Linked DNA regions of Mus musculus: regions 1, 3, 4 and 5 are each linked to region 2. The links are chromatin contacts, called in public Hi-C and HiChIP or PLAC-seq maps. All regions are on one chromosome and are shown on one strand. The core of a region is the stretch at or near the end of the contact, and the rest is flanking DNA. Distances in the headings are between cores, read along the strand shown. Region 1 overlaps Tead1 (TEA domain family member 1). Region 2 holds the start of Tead1 (TEA domain family member 1). Region 3 holds the start of Parvaos (parvin, alpha, opposite strand). Region 4 overlaps Parva (parvin, alpha). Region 5 overlaps Tead1 (TEA domain family member 1).

What was found. A called contact is a pair of places that touch in the nucleus more often than the background predicts. HiChIP or PLAC-seq counts read pairs in DNA pulled down with a chosen protein or histone mark.
Region 1: an H3K4me3 HiChIP or PLAC-seq map of embryonic basal ganglia shows a contact between it and region 2, with 3 times the contacts expected there. The contact joins the enhancer-like site here to the promoter of Tead1 in region 2. A contact is called at or near these places in 2 of 15 datasets of contacts at CTCF or cohesin (both in the NIH/3T3 cell line), 7 of 484 Hi-C or Micro-C datasets (the C2C12 cell line, cardiomyocytes, embryonic fibroblasts and 3 more), 24 of 115 datasets of contacts at active chromatin or transcription factors (CD8 T cells, astrocytes, cardiomyocytes and 16 more) and 3 of 9 other capture datasets (adipose tissue, liver and pancreatic islet).
Region 3: a KLF4 HiChIP or PLAC-seq map of embryonic fibroblasts shows a contact between it and region 2, with 14 read pairs. The contact joins the promoter of Parvaos here to the promoter of Tead1 in region 2. A contact is called at or near these places in 2 of 15 datasets of contacts at CTCF or cohesin (both in the NIH/3T3 cell line), 5 of 484 Hi-C or Micro-C datasets (nephron progenitors, palatal mesenchyme, reprogramming fibroblasts and 1 more), 12 of 115 datasets of contacts at active chromatin or transcription factors (craniofacial prominence, embryonic fibroblasts, embryonic forebrain and 8 more) and 3 of 9 other capture datasets (adipose tissue, liver and pancreatic islet).
Region 4: a Hi-C map of uterus shows a contact between it and region 2, with 3 times the contacts expected there. The contact joins the enhancer-like site here to the promoter of Tead1 in region 2. A contact is called at or near these places in 1 of 39 promoter capture datasets (3T3-L1-derived adipocytes), 2 of 15 datasets of contacts at CTCF or cohesin (both in the NIH/3T3 cell line), 4 of 484 Hi-C or Micro-C datasets (Sertoli cells, embryonic stem cells and uterus), 21 of 115 datasets of contacts at active chromatin or transcription factors (the NIH/3T3 cell line, craniofacial prominence, differentiating embryonic stem cells and 16 more) and 2 of 9 other capture datasets (adipose tissue and pancreatic islet).
Region 5: an H3K4me3 HiChIP or PLAC-seq map of craniofacial prominence shows a contact between it and region 2, with 4 times the contacts expected there. The contact joins the enhancer-like site here to the promoter of Tead1 in region 2. A contact is called at or near these places in 4 of 39 promoter capture datasets (the 3T3-L1 cell line, 3T3-L1-derived adipocytes, cranial neural crest and 1 more), 3 of 15 datasets of contacts at CTCF or cohesin (the NIH/3T3 cell line and large pre-B cells), 20 of 484 Hi-C or Micro-C datasets (3T3-L1-derived adipocytes, the C2C12 cell line, the HL-1 cell line and 13 more), 25 of 115 datasets of contacts at active chromatin or transcription factors (the NIH/3T3 cell line, craniofacial prominence, differentiating embryonic stem cells and 16 more) and 2 of 9 other capture datasets (adipose tissue and pancreatic islet).

What each region holds. Positions count from the first base shown.
Region 1 is chr7:112,882,807-112,885,671 of GRCm38.p6, reverse strand. The region is part of intron 10 of Tead1 (TEA domain family member 1); the gene reads right to left. Among named protein-coding and RNA genes, the nearest start is that of Rassf10, 70 kb to the left of the region's middle. Within about 2 kb of position 1,586, at least 111 of the 459 cell types and tissues checked have an H3K27ac peak or open chromatin away from gene starts, as enhancers often do. A contact at or near this core is called in the C2C12 cell line, astrocytes, craniofacial prominence and 7 more, where this site is marked.
Region 2 is chr7:112,678,096-112,680,795 of GRCm38.p6, reverse strand. It overlaps Tead1 (TEA domain family member 1), which reads right to left and starts at 1,440. Exons shown (of 13, transcript NM_009346.4): 1 at 1,070-1,440.
Region 3 is chr7:112,534,418-112,537,117 of GRCm38.p6, reverse strand. It overlaps Parvaos (parvin, alpha, opposite strand), which reads left to right and starts at 1,435. Exons shown (of 5, transcript NR_154467.1): 1 at 1,435-2,210; 2 at 2,286-2,370; 3 at 2,524-2,637. The region is part of intron 1 of Parva (parvin, alpha); the gene reads right to left.
Region 4 is chr7:112,498,394-112,501,222 of GRCm38.p6, reverse strand. All of the region lies in intron 1 of Parva (parvin, alpha), which reads right to left. Among named protein-coding and RNA genes, the nearest start is that of Parvaos, 36 kb to the left of the region's middle. Within about 2 kb of position 1,537, at least 96 of the 459 cell types and tissues checked have an H3K27ac peak or open chromatin away from gene starts, as enhancers often do. A contact at or near this core is called in the NIH/3T3 cell line, adipose tissue, embryonic fibroblasts and 4 more, where this site is marked.
Region 5 is chr7:112,806,384-112,809,083 of GRCm38.p6, reverse strand. All of the region lies in intron 2 of Tead1 (TEA domain family member 1), which reads right to left. Among named protein-coding and RNA genes, the nearest start is that of Tead1, 130 kb to the right of the region's middle. Within about 2 kb of position 1,418, at least 109 of the 459 cell types and tissues checked have an H3K27ac peak or open chromatin away from gene starts, as enhancers often do. A contact at or near this core is called in the C2C12 cell line, the HL-1 cell line, the N1E-115 cell line and 14 more, where this site is marked.

The sequences.
Region 1 (2,865 bases), core at 337-2,836, 200 kb before region 2:
CTGCTGTGGAGCAGTGGGGACTGGAGCACAGCAATGCACATGCAAGCTGCAAGCTGCAAGCTGCTGTATTGATGAAGCACCGGCCACTACTTCTTTTAACTCCACAACCAAAACACTGACCAGGACAGAGCCTCAAGTCCTATCTACAGACACCTTCCCCAGTACAATCAATAAACATGATGATGGCCATCAATTCAGTCCACATGGGTGCAAATAGCAGGCTGGCTTTTTCCCAGGTAAACAAAGCAGGATGCTTCCCTGGTTTGTGAGTTCCATGACACATCTGGCATATAAGGTGTAACTACTCAGACAGATACAAACCCACCACTCTCCACAAGTCATGAGCAGAGACACATTATGGAATTTCCTCCAGAAACCAACAAAAAAGAAGTTACTAACACGCTGAGTGGATTAAAGGCTCCAAGATCTGTTTGTAGGCAAGTTCTGGAAAGCAGGGTAGGGGCAGAGGCAGGTGTCAAAGGCAGGTCAAACAAACAAAAATATACCAACAAAAATATACCGCTGGGGCTGGGGATGTAACCCAGTCGGGAGAGTGCTCGACTACTATGCATGAGGATTTAGGTTTAGTCTTTTGCCTTCATAAACCAGGAATGTTGGCACATGCCTATAATCTACACATGGGATGCAAAAGCAAGAGGATCAGGAGTTCAAAGCCAGCCTTTGCTACATGAGACACTTAAGGCATGGCTTCTCCTCATTGTCCTCTTATTCAATATACCTATTTATTCAAAGCTATGGTTCACTGTTCAATTTCATGGATTAGGGGTTGGGGGGGAGACCTGTGCTTTGGGGCAAACATGAAAAATGCAATTATCAGTCCAGTGTGGTAGTCCATGCCTTTAATCCCAGCTCCTGGGAGGCAGAGGCAAGTGGATCTCTGTGAGTTCAAGGCCAGCCTGGTTTACAAAGAGAGTTCCAGGACAGTCAGACTGTTACACTGAGAAACCCTGTCTTGGGTAGGGAGAAAAAAAAAATCTTTAAAATGAAGCCTGGTCTAGGTGTGTGGGATCCAGACCCTGAAGAGGGGACAGGGCAAAGGGCCAAGGACAGAGAAACTGTCCCTGCAAACCCTGTGGCCTCTGGAGAACTGGCTACAAGGGAGCTGACAGCCCACATAGAAAGGACACTTGGCGGTGTCACAGGCTAACAAGGCAAAGCTTGCTGGGTGAGTAAGGAGAGAACCCCTAAGGTAAAGACATAAAGGGGCAGGGGCAGCCTGTGGACATACCCTTCCAACTTATCTCCCTTCATTTTTGAGTGTGCAGAGGGCTGGGCAGGAATTATGAGGTTATAGAAATGAAAACCATCCAGGACTGTCCTTGACAAGAGCCAGTGTAATGGGAACTGATGGATGGGCCGTTTTCAAACCACCACTTTGAATCTCCCCTCTGCATCCTCTCTGAGCCATGATCAAAGGACCAAGATTTCAAATTGTGAAGCAATTTTTTCCCAATGGCAGCATCTGGCTGCTTGGCAGGCGGCACCAGGAGCTGGGCCTTGCTGTGGGCGGCTGTCCAGGCCTGCCACATGGTGAGGCTAGGCCAGGCAGGGCACGCCTTGCGGGCTTTGCAGCTGCTCCCACAGGCGCCAAAGGACAATTGCTCTGCACAGGGCAAAGGGGCCCTGAGAGACTGAGCTTAACTAGGGAGCGAGGGGGTAGGTTTGGAGAGAGCTGGCAGCCCCAGAGCCCTCCCACACTGCTTCATTTGCATGCCCACCCCACAGGATTCAGGGGTCTGGGCAGGGGAGGCCTGCGTTGTGCTGGACACCGCTCCAGTTAGACAGCCTGCCTATGGGGACAGGGAAGGAAGGGGCTGCCAGCAGGGAAGTGGGCCCCTGAGTGCAGCCATTCACTGGAGTCTGTGTGCCCTGACACAACACCACTGAAGCAGAGGCCACAGCTGTTTTAAATAAGAATAACAGGAATAAACTCAGCCAGCCTAGCTCTTCAACTTACTTCCCACTAATTATGGCATATATTTACATCCACAAAATAGACGATTTTTAAAAACACCACCGGGACCCTTTATTGTGCAGACTGCACACCCCCATTTGAATTTCATAAACATTCAGTACTTCAAAGAATCTTAAAAGCTTGCTCTAATTACAATAAGCCTCGTCTGAAAAGGCTGTCTGTTTGCATTGCAAATTTCCCACCAATGCAAGTATTCATTTACAAAAATGCAATTAATATTACCCACACAACTCCAGGTAAGGACCCACTGTAGGCTTCAGGCTGGAACTGTCATAGACTCAAGGTCTTAGCCCTACCAACTAAGTCTCTGTTCAGACTGCTTGCTTTCCAACTGAGCCAGGTAATGAAGTCCTGGGCGTCCAGCGGAGGTGGCCTGACCTTACCTAGTTCATCAGTGTACAAAGAATGCTGCCACTTTCCCAGGTTGTTGCTTATTTAAGAGGGACATTCCATCCATGAAATGTCCCTCTTAAATAAGCAACAACCACCAGGCAACCAATCACACACAGTGAAATAACAGCTGTACGTGAATAAGCTATAGGTTACCCAGTGAAACCTGCATGGCAGATACACATCACCAGTACTTTGGTACACAAGCGTTCCAGTGATCTCATAGACACTAGCTCTGGGATTTAAATTTAAATGGGAAGGCCTCAGTGTTAGTTACTCCCCCAATAATTCTACTAATGCTAATGAGTCATCTTTACTAAAAAGAACAAAAACTAAGACATATCCTCAAATGCTGACTGCTGTAAGAAAATGTCCTAATTGTATACAAATACTGTATCCATCCATGTACAACCCTCAGACTGGGTTGACAGGTAACTGGGCCTAGAGTCTGTCTCACATTTTATATCGTATTCTTTTAT
Region 2 (2,700 bases), core at 191-2,690:
TACAGACCTTTTTGTTCCAAGGACCTCGGCTCCTTTCAAATGGCGCTATTTTAAAACCCCGGCCTTTCTACACTACCGATTCCTGGAATATCTGTCTGTAAGTTTCCAGCGCTGAGATCAATTTGCATTTCTGTAAATCACAGACAGCTTCTAAGAACTTAACAAGCCTCCTGAGAAACGCTGGTGGCTGGTATTTCATTGTTTCATAAATATTTTTATACGGGTGACACCATTCAACTTAAAATAAATCTTTAAAAAGGAAGACGATTAAGACCGAGGAAAATTAGTCTGGCTTTTATTTTCACGGGAAGAAGATAAGTGAAGTGTGAGCCCCACTTCTTAAAATGTAGCTTTGATTATTTTAAAAAATGCATTAAAAAAGAAAAAGGAAACTCCTAGAAGTTGAACTTTCTTTCAAACGGGCCTCTAGACTTTGAAAACAAGTGGTGCTTTCGCGAACAAAGGCTAAAAGTGTCCCCAGATTTTTTTTGGGGTCCTCCTGGGGATCGTATCTCCTCCAATAAACAAACAAATCCCCCAGTATTTCCTACCGAGGGGAAGTTTTCCAGGGAGAGTCTACTCCCGGGTTTGGTGGTAAGTGCGACTCAGTCTTTTTTGGACACAATGTTTCTGCTGACTCCTGAAAATTTTCCACTTGAATGTGCACTGGAGCGGCGGCGGCGGCGGCGGCAGCTCTGGAGAGGCGGCAAGAGCGAGAGAGCCCTCTTTCATCTCCCGGGAGGAGGAGCCCGGATCGGCGCGGACCCCGAAGGGGCCGGGCGCCGGGGGAGTCACCGGGCTGCAGGCTCTAAGCTGCGCGCCGAACGCTCTCCCACCCGCGATCGCGCCAAACTCGGCGCTTCCCAGGCAAGGAGCGAGGTGCGCGGGAGAGGGACGCTGGAGAGAGGGGCGCGCAGAAAGGCGAGCGGGGCCGCCTGTTGCCGCGCAGGGTTGCGGCCCAACTTGCAGGGCGGCGGGGCCGCTCCCCTCTTGGAGCCGCACACAAAGCGCCGATCGCGGTGACGCCTAGACAGCCCGCGCCCCCGAGTCCGCCCCGCGCGCAACTTACCACGGCAGCCCGAGCGGGCGCGGCAAACTTCGGGGCGCTGGGCCGCCGCCCCCGCGTTACTCCAGCCGGTACTCCCTGCGGTACTCCCGCGCCGGGCAGCCCCAACCCGGCCTCGCCGGCTCCCGGGACGGGCAGGGCGCGCCGGGGCAGCTGCCCGCGCTCCGGCGACGCTGCGCGCTGGGGGGTCAGCGCATGGCCTGCGCCCCGCCGCGGCCGCCCCGGGCCCGGGCCCCGGCGCGCGGACTCCCCGCGAGCTGGAAGCGAGTGTGCGAAGTGCTGGGGGGCGCCCGCGGCGGGCGGCGGGGCCGCGGAGGCTCGGCTCGGCTCGGGCGGCGCGGCGCGGCGCGAGCGATGCGAAGAATGTGCGGAATGAGGACAGGAATGAAATGAACGCCAGGACCGAACTCGCTCCGGAGGGGTGGGGCCTCGGTGACGTCATGCCGCCGGGTCCTGGATGGGGCGGGGCCTGCCGCCGCGGTGACGTCATGGTGTGGGGCGGGACGCGTGGGGCGGGACTTGGCGCCCACGGGGGAGCGAGCCGCGCGCGATGGCGGGGGCTCAGGGCTTTGTGCGGTCCGAGGCGGGGCGGCCGGATACTAGGAATGCCGGGTGTGCGCCCTCCGCCTGCTGTGCCTCAGTTTACCCCCTCCTGGTTTGCACAGGCAACGACGCTCCCAGGCTGGAAGGGAGGTTGCTCTTCAGGAAACTGAGGCCGGAGTGGGCGGCTTCCCCAGCCCGCCACTCCTCCTCTAGCCGTTTCGCTTTACCCAAGTTCGGGGTGCTCGCGCAAATTCTGGGCTTTGCGAACTCCGGGTTGGAGCGTCACGGAGTCCTCGCCCGCCTCCTGCCCTGTCTTTCTAGAAGTGAAGCTCACTCGTGCTGCGAGTTGAGTCTACAGAAATCCTGCACCCGGTTAAATAAAATAAATAAAGTCTTGCCTGGCTGCAAAAAGCAGCTTTGTGCCGTCCCTTTATGGAGAAAGTGAGAATCAATCATAAAAGGTTTGAACTCTTTTTGGAGTGGACGGCGCCTCAGTACTTGAGAAACTCCGGTAAAGTTAACGGAGGCTGGGACAGACATGCTGGCAGTTTGGGCCGGTAGCAGTCCGTAGTTTCCCAGAAAGGAGCCGGCCCTTCCCGCACCGGGACTTCCTTCTTTCAGCTCTGGCTTCAGAACAAACTAATGGCGCCTGTTTTGTGCCCGAGGATTCCTGGAGTGTGCATAACTCAGGAAAGCCAATGGGACTCACTGAGCGCGTTTGATCGGAAACAACGATTACCAGTGCGTTTTAAAGGCAGAAATATCTTTCTCTAATGCATTTTTAAAATTATACGTCAAGAGAATTGAAGACTCCCATGCCGTTGTAAAAAGTAATACAGAGACATTCTTTGTTCGCTTCACTCAGCTCTTCCCCACGCCTGTCAACCAAAATTATATCCCAGCCAGGGTATTAATTTTCGAGCAGATTTTCCAGATCAACTTGTACACATCACTGTGTATTTTTTTAATTCTATACATTCTATAATTTCTCACCTGTGTAGATGTCCACCGCAATCAGGTACAAATGTGTATTATTTCCAGTTACTATGCAGTAATGTGACAGGTTGACAGTAAGAACTTCACACACCCGA
Region 3 (2,700 bases), core at 186-2,685, 140 kb after region 2:
TGAGCTGTCACCCACACTGGGGTGGGCTTCAGTAGTACAGCTATCTTTGAGTCACTTCTCGTCCTATAAGTAACCCTTCAGCCATATTCCTGTAGATGGCCCCAATAAAACCCAGTGGTTCGCCAAACTCTGTTTTGGTGATATCTGTACTTTGGTCTGTCATGGGTTTCCTATCTGGGATGAGTAGATGTGGGTATTATGCCTCCCCAGGAAAAGTTTTTCACATAGCAGCAGGCAAAGTGACCTTGAACTTTGGCCTTTACCTCGTGGTGCTGGGATCAGAAGCATGTATAATCAGCTCTGTGGTAATGTGGTGCTAGGAACTGAACCCAGGGCTTTGTGCATGCTAGGAAGCACTCTTCCAACTGAGCCTCACTCTAGCCAGGGGACACTTTGTCCTCTGTTTACTATCAGATTCCCAAAGAGGTCAGATAGCACGTGCTTAGGAACTAGATGCCTAGATTCAAACTCAGGCTCTACCACTTTCTCTGCTATGTGACCTTGGACAAACCCATTAATTTCCTGTGCCTCAGTTTCCTCATCTACATGATGGGAGTAAAAATAATATTGCCAACTTCTTAGATCTCTTGAGAAGATAAAATGAGTTCCTGGTCCCTGGAAAGAACCATGGATATATGAGCTGCTGCTACTATTTAAGATGATACCTCTAATACTCTGTACCTGGCGAGTATGTATTGATTAAGTAACTCAGACTGCAAAGATCACTGTTTAGGGAACAGGCTAGATGCAGATGCAGAATTTACCCAAGGAGTTTTAAAAAGGCCTTCATGTTGTTGGGGTGGGGGTGGGGGTGAGGGTGGGGTCGTGGGAGAGTGTTGGGCCAAGAGTCATTTACCCTTTAGTCTGAACTTTAGCCCGACTCTGCGTGCACTATTGTGCATTTCTGAGATAGAATTTGTAGCGTTTGTTTTGTTCTTTTGAGACAGAGTCTTGCCAGGTAGCCCAGGCTGCTCCCAGATTCACTATGTTGCACATGATGGCCTCAAACCTGCAGCAGTCCTTTTGCCTTGGCTTTCTGGGTGCTGAGATTACAAGATTACACTATTCCTGACCAGTCCGCATTTTGTGAAGGAAGAAAATCCACTTCTGCCCCAAATGTAGCTAGAGCCAGAGAATAAACACAGTGGTCTTAAAATATCTCCATCTGACTAGAAAGATGATATTCCCAGCCGGGACTCTTAAAGGTGGGTCTGAATGAGGTCTCCCCTCCGAGAGCATTGTTCAGAATGTTTGCAGATGAACACAGCTACAGTCAGAACCCCGCCCTCTGGCCTGCCTCTTCAATTCACTCACAGAGACATAACAAGCCCCAGAAGAAAGGCTGAGATATGCTTACAATTGGAAATGGGTGTTTGGAAGAAACCATTGGGCAGGAACCCCATTCCCGTTCCATTAACCGCTGACTCAGAGCCAGTTGTTTGGAAAAGCCAATATGCAAACTGCTCAGTCTGCGCCTGGCCCCCGCCCCACGAGGCCCCATTAGCAGCCACTTTCCCAAAACAGCCCGCCCTGCTTTGGAAGGTTCCTTTCTATTCAACCCGAGCAGGGCCCAGCAGCAGCCTGCTTGCCAGGCCCTGAGCTGGGAAAGACAAAGGGCCGCGATTGAATTTTCTCGGCGGCGCAGAATCTGAAGATGTTGTTTACTCTAGAGAATGGGTTGAAGCTCCCGGCCCGAGGGTGCAGTCTCTAGCTGCTCACCCGCCATTAGTCATAACTTAATAAAAGCCCTAAACGGCTAGCGGAAGAGCCGGCTTCGAAGGCGCAGAGATTGCCTTAGTTCACTCCAAGAAAAGGGGTTTCTTCATCTCATTTTATTTTCTAGAAAATGCCATCTGAAATGAGGTCCACATCCAGCAGAGGCAGGCTTGGGGACTTGAAGAGGTGGATTCGAATCCTGCTCTGGTTTTATTAGCCGGAGGACCTGATGTGGCTTCCTGCAGTTAGAGCTGAAGCCGTTCGTCTGTTTTCCTCCCGTGTTTATCCTTTTGAAAGAACCCCCATTTTCATCTAGGATCCACCTGCCCTCCTGGGTCTAGAGTGAGATCCTGATTGCTTCAAGTCAGTAATGATGCTCCCCACCCTTGCCTCGGGGGCCATATGATACAACTCTAGTCAGAGCTTTGAGTGGAAATAGTTCTAGGAGTTTCTAGGAATAATCTCCCCCCATTTAAGAAAGAGTCCCATGGAAGGTAAGTCTTTTTCCTTTCTTCTCTCCAGCATTGTATTGGGCTTTTATGTATAACTTTGCTATGGTTCTTTTATAGCCAAGAGGTAAGTCTGCCCGAAGAAGCTAACATGCTGAAGTTGTCAAGAAGGAAGGAAAAGAGGGGGAGGACGTTGTTGATACTGGTGAGCTGCTGCCCCGGAAACCACCCCTTACTATGTAAGCTGGAAGAGCAGATGGACCAGGGACAGTCTACCCAGTTAGTGCATGGGGATAAGGATTACGTGGATAGCATAGGTCTGTACTTGATAGTAACTTAATCTCCTCTTTCTCCCCAGAAAGAACAGGATAGCCACAGGACTTGGTGAACCCTAAACTTCTATGCCTGGGAACCCCAAGAACCCCAGGAGAGAAACAAGTATGGAAAAAAGAATGGAAAAAGTTTTCTAAAGGTGAAAGAGGGTTGTGGGTGGAGCTGGGCTGGTGGGTGGGGCTGGGCTGGCACACTTGAAGCC
Region 4 (2,829 bases), core at 288-2,787, 180 kb after region 2:
GTTGTGAAGCCAAGTTCCCACCGCTGGGATGAGATGTAGCCGCCACCTGTGTCACAGATAAAAGGTCATTTTGGCAAGTGTGCTTACTAGCTTAGTTGCCGATCTGGTCACCCTTTTTACAAGAAGAAACTGTCTTGCTGAATTATTATCATTTTGTCCGTGTCTTCCTTTGTAAAATAAACCAAGAATATTTTCCCCCCAACAGTGTTTACACAGTTAGAATTAGAGATGGCTCAGCACTTGACAGTGCTCGCTGCTATTTCAGAGGACCCAGGTTCAGTTCCAAGCACCCAGACAAGGGAGCTCACGATTGCCTGTGCCTTGAGCTCCAAGACATGTGATGTCCTCGTCCAGCCTCCACGGGCATTCACCTATACATGCATATACTCACAGACAAATACATTTATGCACAAATAGAAATGAAATAAAAATTCACAAATAGATATATCCAGGGCAGAAGAGTTGGTTCAGTGGTTAAAGGTGCTTGCTCCATTTGTAGAGGACCCAAATCCAGTTCCCAGCCCAGATCAGGGAACTCACCATTAACTGTAGCTCCAGTTTCAGGGGATCTAATACCCTTTTCTGGCAGACACTATACCCATGTGCATAAACGTACAGACATACATATTTACACGTAATACAAGATAAAGCACATATCCACATGATCAAATGTGGCTCTTTGATGGTCAACCTGCTCCTGTGTGTGTGTGTGTGTGTGTGTGTGTGTGTGTGTAGTTTTTGGTGTTGTCTGGGTGACTTGCTTCCACCTCCTGCCTTTCCCATCTACCTGCAATCCCACTTCCTCTGGCTGCACAAAGTAACTCGGAGTTGAAGGAGTTAACAGTCACTAACAGAACCCGTGGGAGACAAAGCATTGGCCCCCATGATCATAAATCTCTTTCAAAGCAAGTCAGACTGCATTCTCTTCAGGCTCTCTAAACTCGGCTTTCATCGTCAGTTACATAAAGTGATATTTACGTCTGTTCCAACGTTCTTCCTTTCCCAACACGTTTATCTCAGGAAATGACAACAGGAAGACACCCCCCCCCAACCCAAGCACACATGTTATTTTTTAAAGGGGGGGCATGTTAAGGAATCAGGCTAAATCACTGAATTAACAGGCTTTTTTATTGGAATTCACTTTTTAATATAAATTCTCAAACATCTGTAAGCAATATTTTATAGACGTGAGCAAGAAAACAAGTGAGGCAAAAAAAAAAAAAAAAAAAAAATCCCCATGACTTAACCATTACTCAGCTACAGCAGTGTTTCACAACCCAAAGCAGAATAGGCAGGATTTTAGGATAACTGAAAAGGTGATTTTATTACGAATACATATCATAAATATCATGGATGTCATCACAGTGCGGTCCTTCTGGAAAGCTTATTCCTTCGGAGGTAGTGGTCCCATGTTTGAGATTTGGGTCAGCATAGGTGACTCCAATGGAAGCTAGTGTCTCTGCTTCTCCAAGGACCCCAGCTTCAGCCAGAGCAGGGAAGGCTGGGAATTTCCAGCTGGTGCTGAGTCGGAGTGACGTTAAAGTTAGAAACAACAGAAGACACGGGAAAGTCCCAGATGGCCCGAGTCTCAGCTGGGTGAGGGTGAGTTTGTCACACTTGGCAGGGCCTTAATGAGGAGACAGGTGTGCCTTCCGGGGCTGGTAAGAGCACACGGGGACCTGTTTAAAGGAACTGGGATGTGGGGAGACAGGAGGGGACCCACCCAGGCATGGGAGGACTGGAGATGAGGAGCAGAAATGCCTGAGAAGAGCTTAGGATTTTGGAAGCCCTGGGTCGATACTTCTTCTTCTTCTCCTCTTCCTCTTCCTCCTCCTCCCTTGAATTATTATATCTAAGTACACTGTAGCTGTTTTCAGAAGTACTAGAAGAGGGTGTCAGATCTCAATACAGATGGTTGTGAGCTACCATGTGCTTGCTGGGATTTGAACTCAGGGCCTTCGGAAGAGCAGTCAGTGCTCTTACCCGCTGAGCCATCTCTCCAGCCGCCTGGGTTGATTCTAAACACTGAGTTCTCTACTGGATCCCACGGGCATGAAAGGGGCTGGCGACTTCTGGCAGGGACTGCAGATGGGGGCTGGGTATGCAGTGGTAGCCAGTCAGAAGCTCACAACCCTGAGGATGTGAACAAGGGGCAGGTGTGAATAGTACATCTGGGTTACACTGGCAGCCAGCCTGTCAAATGCCAGGGTCTCTGTCCTTGCTTGCTGGGGAAGGGCTCTGAGGTGGCCTGCACAGGCAGGGGGTGGGGTGGGGGCTCTGGCTGGTCATCTAGGCAGCCATCTACTTACTTATCAACTAATATAAGCACTGTGTCCTGGGAGTCAGTCCTAGAGCAGGGCCAACAGGCTGCTCCTCCCCCCCCCCCACTCTCCCTCCCATGTGTGTGAAAGGGATATCAATTGCTTAAATAAAAGAAATCGAGGTGGAGGAGGCTGGAGCTGGGCAGGAGGAGTTTGTACTGGTCAAATTTCTCAATAAACATTTGCTTTGCTGATAAGTTTGGCCTGTGTGCAGTGAGGAATTCTGTTCCTTCCTGCTAATGGCATCAGAGGGGGTTAAAGGTAGACCGCTCATCTAAACCTATCCGGCAGGTTTGGACGACTCTGGCTCTGAGGAGGTGAGGTCAGGGGCCAGGAGGGAGTCAGTTACCTTAGGATAACTCCTTTGATGGTTGCCCTAGGGAATCTCTCTTTAATGTCCTCTGCTACAGCTATACACAACCAGTCTGTCTGTCTGTCTGTCTGTCTGTCTCCTTGTTATACAGAAATAAATGTGGAATGTGCAGTTACTACAGAATCCATAAAATAA
Region 5 (2,700 bases), core at 169-2,668, 130 kb before region 2:
AAATCAGCAAGAATAAGAACAAACCCTCAGCACAAAGGCACTGGGATGAGACGTGCCTTATGCTCCAATCACAGTTGGCATTAATGACTCAGAAGAATTCTGTATCATCACCTCCAACCTACCTTCCATGTCCAGGGCAGTCCCCAGTGAGATGGGTAAGAGTCTCCCCCAATGAGTGAAACTCAAAGAGAACTTACAAGGGAATAGAAAGGAGATGCTGGGATGAGTAACTCCTAAATTCTCATAGATTTTCTGGGCTGGGTACCATGAGAAACTGTGGGAAGTCAATGGTATAGCCAAGACTATCGTGTAGAAACTTGGGTATTATTCTGGCTCAAAATAGACCAGTGTAAAATGCTGTGTGCTGTGCTTCAGTTTGGGGGGACAACCCTGAAACAATACCTCCAAATGCACCTGCACTATGACACACTCACCAGCATCAACAAAGTGAAGGTAGTAAGGCATCAGAAGGCATGGTGTGGGCATGGCGGTGCCCACCTGCAATCTCAACACTTGGGAGGTAAAGATGGGAGGAGCAGGAGTGAGTTCAAGGCCAGTATCTCAGCTATATGAGCTACACCAGACTGTGTCAAAACAAACAATCAACCAGAAAGTGAAAAGGGGGGAAAAACATAAATTTTTCTTTCCAATATTTAAACAGCAATACAAACTTTCAGTGATGCTGCGTACATTCCATAATGGTATCATCTGTAGAACTGGTGCCTAATACAAAACAGAATTTAAGCAGCTCATTCTACTCCATCTTGCTCCCAAGTGTTTGAGGCAGGTTCCAAAAACCCAAGATGAAAACAAAAGGCAAGAATCCTACCAAAGAGAAGATAGATGTGGAGTGAACAGGAAAAAATGAAAATCAAGAAGAAGGTTTCCTGGGCTGACTGAAACTAATGAGAAAAAAACCCAAGGTGAGACTCATTCACTTAGAGTCGTGTGTGTGTGTGTGTGTGTGTGTGTGTGTGTGTGTGTGTGTGTGTGTGTGTGTGTTGCATGTATATAGGTACATGTATATGGAGACCCAAATGCCATATGTCTTCTTGATCATTCTCCATTCTGTGGAGTTTTGAGGTAAGCCTGGTCTACAAATGAAGGCCAGCCAGAATAATACGTGAGAGTCTGTCTTTAATGGGGCTGTGAGTAGGAGGTAGGGTTATATCCACTACTTGAGCCGATTTCCTCCTAGCTTTCACTTAAAATTTTTATTAATGAATGTTCCTTTTAAAACACAGACATACAACACACACTTCCAAATACACCTCATATCCTCATTTTTGTTGTTCAAATGTGCTAGGCATTGCAACTCATTAAAAAAAAAAAGGAAACTGTACCTTTAAGAAACTCAGCTCATAAACACCAGGCTTTGGAAACCAGGGTTCAGCAAAGAGGAGCCAATAAAAACCCTGTAACTTGAAACCAACCCACACAGCATAGGAAGAAAGGAGCCCAGCAGCGCCCAGTTTGCAGGACAAGAAGCTAATTGACCGGAATGTCTGCTGCATAAGCTATAAACTAAGTACATAAAGAACAATATGAACATACAGTTAAACAAAAAGGCCAAACTCTCCAACACCACACTGTGCACTAAACAAGCGGGATGATTGTTTGAGGAGCCGCCGGAGGAAGAAGGGATAATTAGCGTCCTTGTGAATCAAGTGTCTGCCAGGAAAAGGTCTCCATCCATGGAGTGGCCCTGGAGCAATGGCACCTTTTGCCCTTAAGAGTCAAGCTGGGAGTTAGGGGGATGGTTCAGGCAGAAAGAAGGACCTAGCAAATCCATAGCACCTAACCCGTGGTGTGGGAGTGAGGCCCAGATCCCAGCACTGAGACAGGACACACAGAGCTCACTGGCCAGCTAGTCTAACTGAATGGTGAACTCTAGCCCTATGAGATACTCAGGCTCAGAAAATAAGGTCAGAGAGCCACTAAGGAAGACACCCAACATGGACCTTGGGCATCTACACAGGCACACAGGCAGGAGACACATACACAGAGCCAAGGTTGGGTTTGCAGGACCGTTTATTGACAACCATGAAGAAGGTAAACATTCTTCAGGCAAAGTGTGTGAGTAGAGCCTCACACTCTACTGTGGCCACCTCTCCTTCTGGAACACACAGTCTTCAGGTTTCACCAGCTGCCACTTTCTATGACCAGGAAGGGTCATTTTCTCTCATTTATTGCCTCACTGGCTTGGGATAGAACAGTCTGTGCCAAAGGGGTGGGGGAGGGACCAAAGCATCCACCCAAGTCACCATGACACAAAGAGAGCCTACAACAAAATAGCATGTCCATGAGAGTTTATCCAGGGCTCAGAGAAATGGGACCTCAGATCTGCCTCATTCTCTCACTGAACATGGAAGTGGGTAATCTTCACCTTTCTGGTGCCTCCTGTAGTCTCCAGAAGAAGCTGCAAGGTAGAGAAGTGGGTACCTCAGGACCCAGAGTTTGCAGATCCAAGTTCAAATCCCCACCCTCCCTGAAGAGCAGTGTCCCCAAGCCCCTCATTTACATGGCTTTCCTTTTTGATCACGCTATCCTGCTCCAGCACAGTTGAAAGCACAAAGAAGAGACTTTTAATTTTAAGGCTCTGAATTTGACACAGATGTGAGCCTATTACTTCATCTATGATACTCAGAAAATGCCAGGACAGTCTCCTTGCTATGCAAGGGATGCAGACAGACAATCAGA